2 separate regions of the Mus musculus genome follow, and region 1 is linked to region 2. Evidence: chromatin contacts called from public Hi-C data. All regions are on one chromosome and are shown on one strand. The core of a region is the stretch at or near the end of the contact, and the rest is flanking DNA. Distances in the headings are between cores, read along the strand shown.

The links. Hi-C and Micro-C count contacts between places; a contact is called where the count stands out from the background.
Region 1: a Hi-C map of the N1E-115 cell line shows a contact between it and region 2, with 4 times the contacts expected there. The contact joins the enhancer-like site here to the promoter of Map9 in region 2. A contact is called at or near these places in 1 of 39 promoter capture datasets (hippocampal neurons), 2 of 484 Hi-C or Micro-C datasets (the N1E-115 cell line and pachytene spermatocytes), 1 of 115 datasets of contacts at active chromatin or transcription factors (embryonic stem cells) and 1 of 9 other capture datasets (pancreatic islet).

Annotation. Positions count from the first base shown.
Region 1 is chr3:82,405,791-82,409,169 of GRCm38.p6, reverse strand. No RefSeq gene overlaps it. Among named protein-coding and RNA genes, the nearest start is that of Map9, 49 kb to the right of the region's middle. Within about 2 kb of position 1,554, at least 26 of the 459 cell types and tissues checked have an H3K27ac peak or open chromatin away from gene starts, as enhancers often do. A contact at or near this core is called in the N1E-115 cell line and hippocampal neurons, where this site is marked.
Region 2 is chr3:82,356,028-82,359,623 of GRCm38.p6, reverse strand. It overlaps Map9 (microtubule-associated protein 9), which reads right to left and starts at 1,552. Exons shown (of 14, transcript NM_001081230.1): 1 at 1,369-1,552; 2 at 500-649. The coding sequence starts at 574.

The sequences.
Region 1 (3,379 bases), core at 305-2,804, 50 kb before region 2:
TAACATCTGTTAGCTCCAACATTTTTCTATTTAGTTTTTGTCTGGATTACATGTCTATCATTGAGAGTGATGTATTGACATCTCCTAGTATCAGAGTATGAAGGTCAATATGTGATTTAAGTTATAGTAGTATTTATTCTATGAATTTGAGTACCATTTTATCTGAGGTATAGATGATAAGAATTGATGTTGTTTTCTTTGTGGATTTTTTTTCCTTTGATAAGTATGTAGTATTCTTCCCTATATCTTCTGACTACTTTTTGTTTGAAGTCTATTTGGTCAGATATTTAAATAGCTACACCAGATATTTGCTTGGAATATCTCATTTCATGTTTGATGTGATGTCTATCCTTGGTGCTAAATAAGGTGTGTTTCTTGGTTGCAGCAGAAGGATGGATCCTAGTTTTTCATCCATTCTGTTAGTCTGTGTCATTTTATGAGGAATTAAAACCAACAATATTGAGAGATACAAATTAGTAGTCTTTGGTGATTCCTGTTTTCTTGTAGTAGTAGCAGTAGTAGTAGTAGTAGCAGCAGCAGCAGCAGCAGCAGTTGTTGTTGTAGTGTGTGTGTGCGTGTGTTTCCACTCTTGATTTGCTGGAATAAGTGATTCCTTGAGTTTTCTTGGGTGGGGCCAGCCTCTTCAGGTTGGAGTTTTCTTCGTATCTTCATCTTTAAAGCTGGATTTATATGTTGCTATTGCTTAAGTTTGGTTTTACTGATGAATTTCTTTCTTCCTCCATCAATTATGATTAACAGTTTTGTTGGGCATAGTAATCTGATCTGGCATTATGGTCTACTAGAGTTTGTAGAACATATATCTAGATCCTTTTGGCTTTTAGAATTCTTTTAGAGAAGTTAGGTGTTAATTTAATAGGTCTACCTTCATATGATATTTGTTCTTTATAACCTATTATCTTTTAATATTCTTTCCTTTTTCCTGTACATTTAGGGCCTTGATTATTAGGTACCGAGGAGATGTTCTTTTCTGGTCCAGTTCATTTGGTATTCTATATGCTTCCTGTATCTTGATAGGTATTTCCTTTTTAGATTAGGGATATTTTATTCTATAATTTTGTTGAAGATTTTTTTTTTGTGTGCCTTCGATCTGTGTTTTTTCTCCTTTGTATATACCTATTATTCTTAGATTTACCCCCCACCCCACCAGAGTCCTATGTATTCAAAATGGTTTTTGACAGGATTTTTAGATTTAACAACTTCCCTGACTGAGTTCTCCATTTCTCCTACTGTACCTTCAATGTCTGAGATTCTCACTTGCATCTCTTGTTTTCTGTTGTTAAGGATAGCCAACTCTTATTCGAGTTCCTAAAATTTGCATGTCCATATTTCCAAAAGTTTGGGTTTTCTTTATTGACTCTACTTCTACTTTCAGGTTTTGAACTGTTCTGTTCATTTCCTTCGACTGTGTTTGCTTAGAAGGACTTATTCATTTCCTCTTTAAGGACCTCAGCCACATTCATAAAGGGCTGTTTTAACATATTTGTCTTGTTATTCAGTTAGGTTGCAGCTCTCAGGGCCTGCTGCGGGAAGATTGTGTCCTCTAGTGGAGACTTAATATCCTGACTGTTAATAGTTGAGTTCTTATGCTGGTGTCTCAGTGTCTGGCCTTGGGAAGATGGTAATTCTAGGTGCTAATATATAGTCTTGACTTTCTTGGGTAGGTGGGGTTTTTATTCTTGATTTTTATTGCCCTCTCTGGTTCTTAAAAGGCTGTGGTGGCTATGTGTTACCTGGCAGGTAATTCCTCTGGGATCCTGACAAGTGTGTCTGCTGGGGCTTCTGGTTAAAACATGTTTCTAAAATACCTTTAAGCATCTCACTTTGCCTTTTCTCATCTAATCCTTCTTGTAAGTAATGTTGACGTCCTTTTTAATTGGGTCTGGATTCATATGTTCTGAGCATGTCAGATCCAGCTAAGTCTCCTTTTTCTTCTCTCTATTTGAAAGTGTATTTTAATGCACTGCCTCACCCCCTTTTCTTTTCTTACAGAAAAAAAATCAAAGGAAATAAAAATGTAATGAGATAGAAAAATAAAACCATGTTTCTAAATATTCAAGTTAACATTGAGAAATAAGAATGGGCAGGGAGGTGCCGTTCTGGGTTGGGGGAGGTCCACAGGTGAGATAAAAAGCAGGATTTCCATCATGATCTGCTCAGTTTCCTAGAAATGGGAACAGAGAGTGAGGAGAGGCCATAGCAGGGGGCTACCCCAAAGCTGGGGGTGATGGTTAGGGGCTAGATTTGAAGGAGAGGGGAAGCTCTGCAGTACAAAAACAAATTTGTTTAGAAATATAAAATTGTATTCTGATGACAAGGGGAGACATCTGGGCCCAAGCAATAATTCAGGAGAAAAATCTCCCACAGTCACATTGACATACGCAGACAGAGCACTCTCTGTGCCATCTGATTTCTTGCCACTGCAGAGTCTACATAATCTGCTGAGATGCTTTCATTTCCCTAGGAGCAGTATACTTGGAGGTTAGAACCTTTAGCACTAAAGCAGCTTGCTATAACAAGGTGCATCTGTCAACAGTGAGATCCTTACCCAAGACTGTGTGGCTCTCTATAGTAATAGGCAATTTTCCTTTCAGAGAGAAAATGTAAACTGTCAGATGGCAGAAGTGCTGTGGAGATGGCAGAGAAGTGCAGAGATGCTGGGCTCGGCAAGCAGTTCACAGATGCCAGTCTCCGTGGGTGGTGAGATAACGTGCCAGAAAAACTCATACACATATGTACTACTTTACAGCAGAAAAGGCAGCTCAGGGAATCAGGCTAAAATTCTGCCAGCTTTGCTATATTGGATAGTTTTTTCTAAATATGTTTCCAAAAATAAATTAGTCAGGATTGACTTAGATCATTCAAAATGGAAATAATAAGTATAAACAACCACTACCAGTTCTAAAATGGAGGGAAAAAAAGGTAGAAATAAGAAAAGTTTTCTCCATTGGATTGTCAGCCTATGACATAGTGAATATAAGCCACAATAAAATTAACAACAACAAACCATGAAGCAGAGTTTTAAACATGTGAGGTGAGATATGGAAGCAACGCAAAAGGACATGGAACTATAGAGTCAGAGATCCCAGTGAGCCAATACCAAAGCAGAACGCGACAGGAGGAGTCATCCTGAGAATAGAACAGGCACACTGCCTTCAACAGAGCGATGGATGGCCCACAGAGCATGAATGAGAAAGGCAGAGGATAATATGTAATAGGAAAGAATATAAAGCATCTCAGGAAAATATGGTATATATGGATGACGGACAAGAACATCTGTGTGCATCTCAGGAAAATATGGTATATATGGATGACGGACAAGAACATCTGTGTACCTCTGAGTTCTCTAGTTTAGCAAATG
Region 2 (3,596 bases), core at 303-2,802:
TGAATGATAGGGGCATCAATTTAATTGGATTTACTAGAAACTGACATTCTGTTACAGATGCCTACATTTTGAGGGAGGGAAGTGCTTAGGTTTGACAAGCATGACAGGCTACTTTGATAGCCTACCACTGAGGCAGACCCTCAGCCTCAAACTGGTCCTTGAAGTGTATTACAGAGATGGGCATAATGTGATAAACACGGGAACAAGAGTTGGATGCAGCATTGGCACAGTCAGACCTTGTGACGCTTACGACAGAAAACCAAAATCTAAAGAGAGCCAAGCTCTGAAGTCGCTCTTTGGCTTGCAACTTAGAAACCAAATATTGAAGACAGGATCCTACAGAGAGGGGTGTTTCAATACTGGAGCCCAAAGTTGACAGATGACCTACAACACACTAACAGTGAAGCAAGAACTCCTCCCACGTCATGCCAGATCTTGTGAGAACCAGCAAGGGCTAGGCAGCAGCATAATCAAAACCAAATGCTTTGCAGCGTTTTACCTGAAAGGAAGTTCTCTTGGTAGCCTTTGGACTCTTGGTGTACGCCAAAGTTGTGCTGAAGATTTCATCGGACATGGTGTGTCCTTTTTCTCTGCTTTTATACAACAGTTAATAAATTACTGAAATAATTCATTCAACCTCTGATGGTGGCTGAAATATACATATAAATATTTTAAAGAATTAGACGTTTTTACATGATCAAGACACTGTTCCTGGGATTAGTGCCCCACAACCCCGCTCCAAAGAGAAATCGCTCTAATCATTGTACAATATATTCACCTAAAAACGTTAAGAGCGTTTTATGTTAAGTACATAAAAATTTCACAACAAATTGGTTTTCACGAAAAGAAAATCCATGAGGAAGTTATTACTGTTCTACATCCACTAGAAGGATGAATGAACTACATAATAACAAAATGTTGCCAAACAATTTCACTTTCCATTATTAAAAACACACAGCATTGCGGACGCCACCACGACTTAGTTCAAGCTGCAACCAAGAGGACTGTCAAGGTTCCCAGCCCCGGAAATGGCTTGCACATAACAGTATTCAAAACGATGCTTAACCACAAGCAGCAGCGACATTTTCCCAAACCATTCGTTTGCTGTTACACACACATCTCCACACTAAGTTGCAGCACATCAGGCTTCCAGCGCGCGACGTCGGAGGCCCATTTGGATCGCCGGCCACCGCCCAGAGCTCCCCGGGCTGGCCAGGCGGCGTCCGCATCCCAGCTCCGCGCGGCTCCCGGCCCAGCACGCGCCAGGGCCCCGCACACCCAGCACGGTCCCCTCCGTTCCTCCACGTACCACGGCCCGCGCCTCCTGCATCCACCCCGCTCCCCGTGCACCCGGGCCCCTGTGACCACCTGAGAACCCAGCGGCTATGCTCTAGCACAGGTGTCGCCCCCGGCCCGGGCCTCGCGGTCTGGGAAACCAGGTATTGGAATAACCTGGAGGCGGGGCAAAAGATGGAGGCAGAAGGCGGTTGCTAGGCAACAGCGTCCCCGGGAGGAAGTGACTTCCAACCGCCTGGTCTCTTGGGTACCCAACACCGCCTTTCCGCCGGCGTCGCTGGGACAACCGCACAGACCAAGGAAGTGACATCACTGGTGGAGGTGTTGGGAGCGCGGTGCCCTATCAGCTTGTGTGCAATGGCTGTTACCTAGGAAACAAGACCGGCCCTCTGCCATCACGCCACAAGGAACCTTGATTGCCCCTGCTCAGAGTCCTTGTTTATAGGCAGGTATTGCGTGACCACGATGCAAAGCTTCCTTTTGCTAGTTAGAACGTGGAATGCGTGAGTCAGTGCAGTGTCAGCGGACTCAACAGAACGACGTAGTAGTGACGTTTGCAATCGTCGGAGTTAAACTGCACGTTTGATTCTTGGAATATGCAAAATAAGATCTCTATGATTTGATAAGAAACTAATAAGACTGTCTCCTTAAAGGATTGCAGTGAATACCGAATACAATATATAGCGAAATATTGGGAAATGTTTAGAATCGCATTCAGTTAATATTACATAGGAGCGTTTCTTGTAAGTAATGCAGTTGGGGGGGGGGGGGCGGAGGAGGAGGAGGCAGAGAGTAGGGGTAGGGGTGTGTGTGCTAAAGTATCCCATAAGCACACACAGCCCAGAGCCTGTTTTACATCTTTGGTGAAAAGTTTACCCTTTCTATATTTAGTAGATAATCTGGTTAAAAAGAAGTCAGCAAATAAAACACAGGGGAGAAGGCTGGAAAAAGTACTGCTGACAGTATCACTATCTTTGCCATTTAATAATTTATTAATACACAAAACACTTAAACTTTTAAAGTTACACAGACTTCATCTATTTTTAACTTGAAAAAGGTATGTCGAAATCAATTCATTAACAAGTGACTAAACTTGTTTCTGTATCTCCACAATGTTTCTTTTAAAAAATAACCCTGACAAATAGATCTTTAAATACACAAAAACAAATATGAAGTTCAGTGAGAAAAAGGTTTCTAAGTAATATTTGCAATAACTCCTTTAAAAAGCCTAGTTTAAGTTTTTCAACTTGTTCTTGGTTGGTAAATTTGTTTTGGCTAATTATGTTGTTTTTAACTATTTTTAAGTGAATATCTGCATAAGGAAAAGATTTTCTATTTTCACCAGTTACTGTTAGCTTTTCTATCCTACATTTTATTAACATCTATGATTCTGATAAAGGCCCTGTACCCACGGCGGGTACCCAAATGGGAAGAACTAATTTTTAGATAATGTGTAAGGGCTCTATTCATTTGGTATTCATTTAACTGATATAACTTTAATGTAGGCATGACTTACAAAAATAAACTTACAACAACATCAATGATAGAGAACACTGAGTTCCCAGCTACCAATAGGGCCGGGTTGCACACAATGGGAATGGGTTTCGGATGGTTGTTTGCCACAAGCACAAAGTGAGAGGCTCTAAAGAGAATTCTTTCTAGCAGCAATTCAGTTGTTACACATGTGAGTTTGAGTTGAGTACTAAGTATGGGAGAGAAGGCTGGACCTGAAGTCCAGTATATGGACCCACCTAACCATGGTTTTGAGTGGCTCAGCACAGGAACTGCTTTTAGTTAGTGCTCAAGATAATTTACTGTCAGTGATTCTTCAGGTTGCCTTTTGGTTTTGGTGTGTGTGTGTCTTTGTGTGTGTGCATGTGTGCACCTGCATGAGCACCTGTGCATGCCTGCATGTGTTTGGGCAGGATATAGGGTAGACGAAGACCCCTTTTCATATCACAAAGAAATTGAGATGTGACTTTTATTCAGCAGTTCCTAATCCTCGCTTAGCACAAAGTTAGTTGTTCTGTGGCTTGTGGTACAGGTTAGAGATCAGAAAAAATTGTTTAAAGGAACAAGGGTCTGTGCTCACAATCATCATGGGAGCAGTCTATGGGCACTGGATGGTATGCTGTAAGACATGAGTCCCCACAGCTCTTGCAGGTTGAAGGCTGAGTTCAGATACAAGTTGCAGAATTGTGGGGGGAAGGCACTGTGGCCAGGGAGAGACTCACAAAGGGGAACATCAGAGTCACAAGGAAAGCCACCTCATTGTAGTGATCTGTGGTGACTTAAGTGTA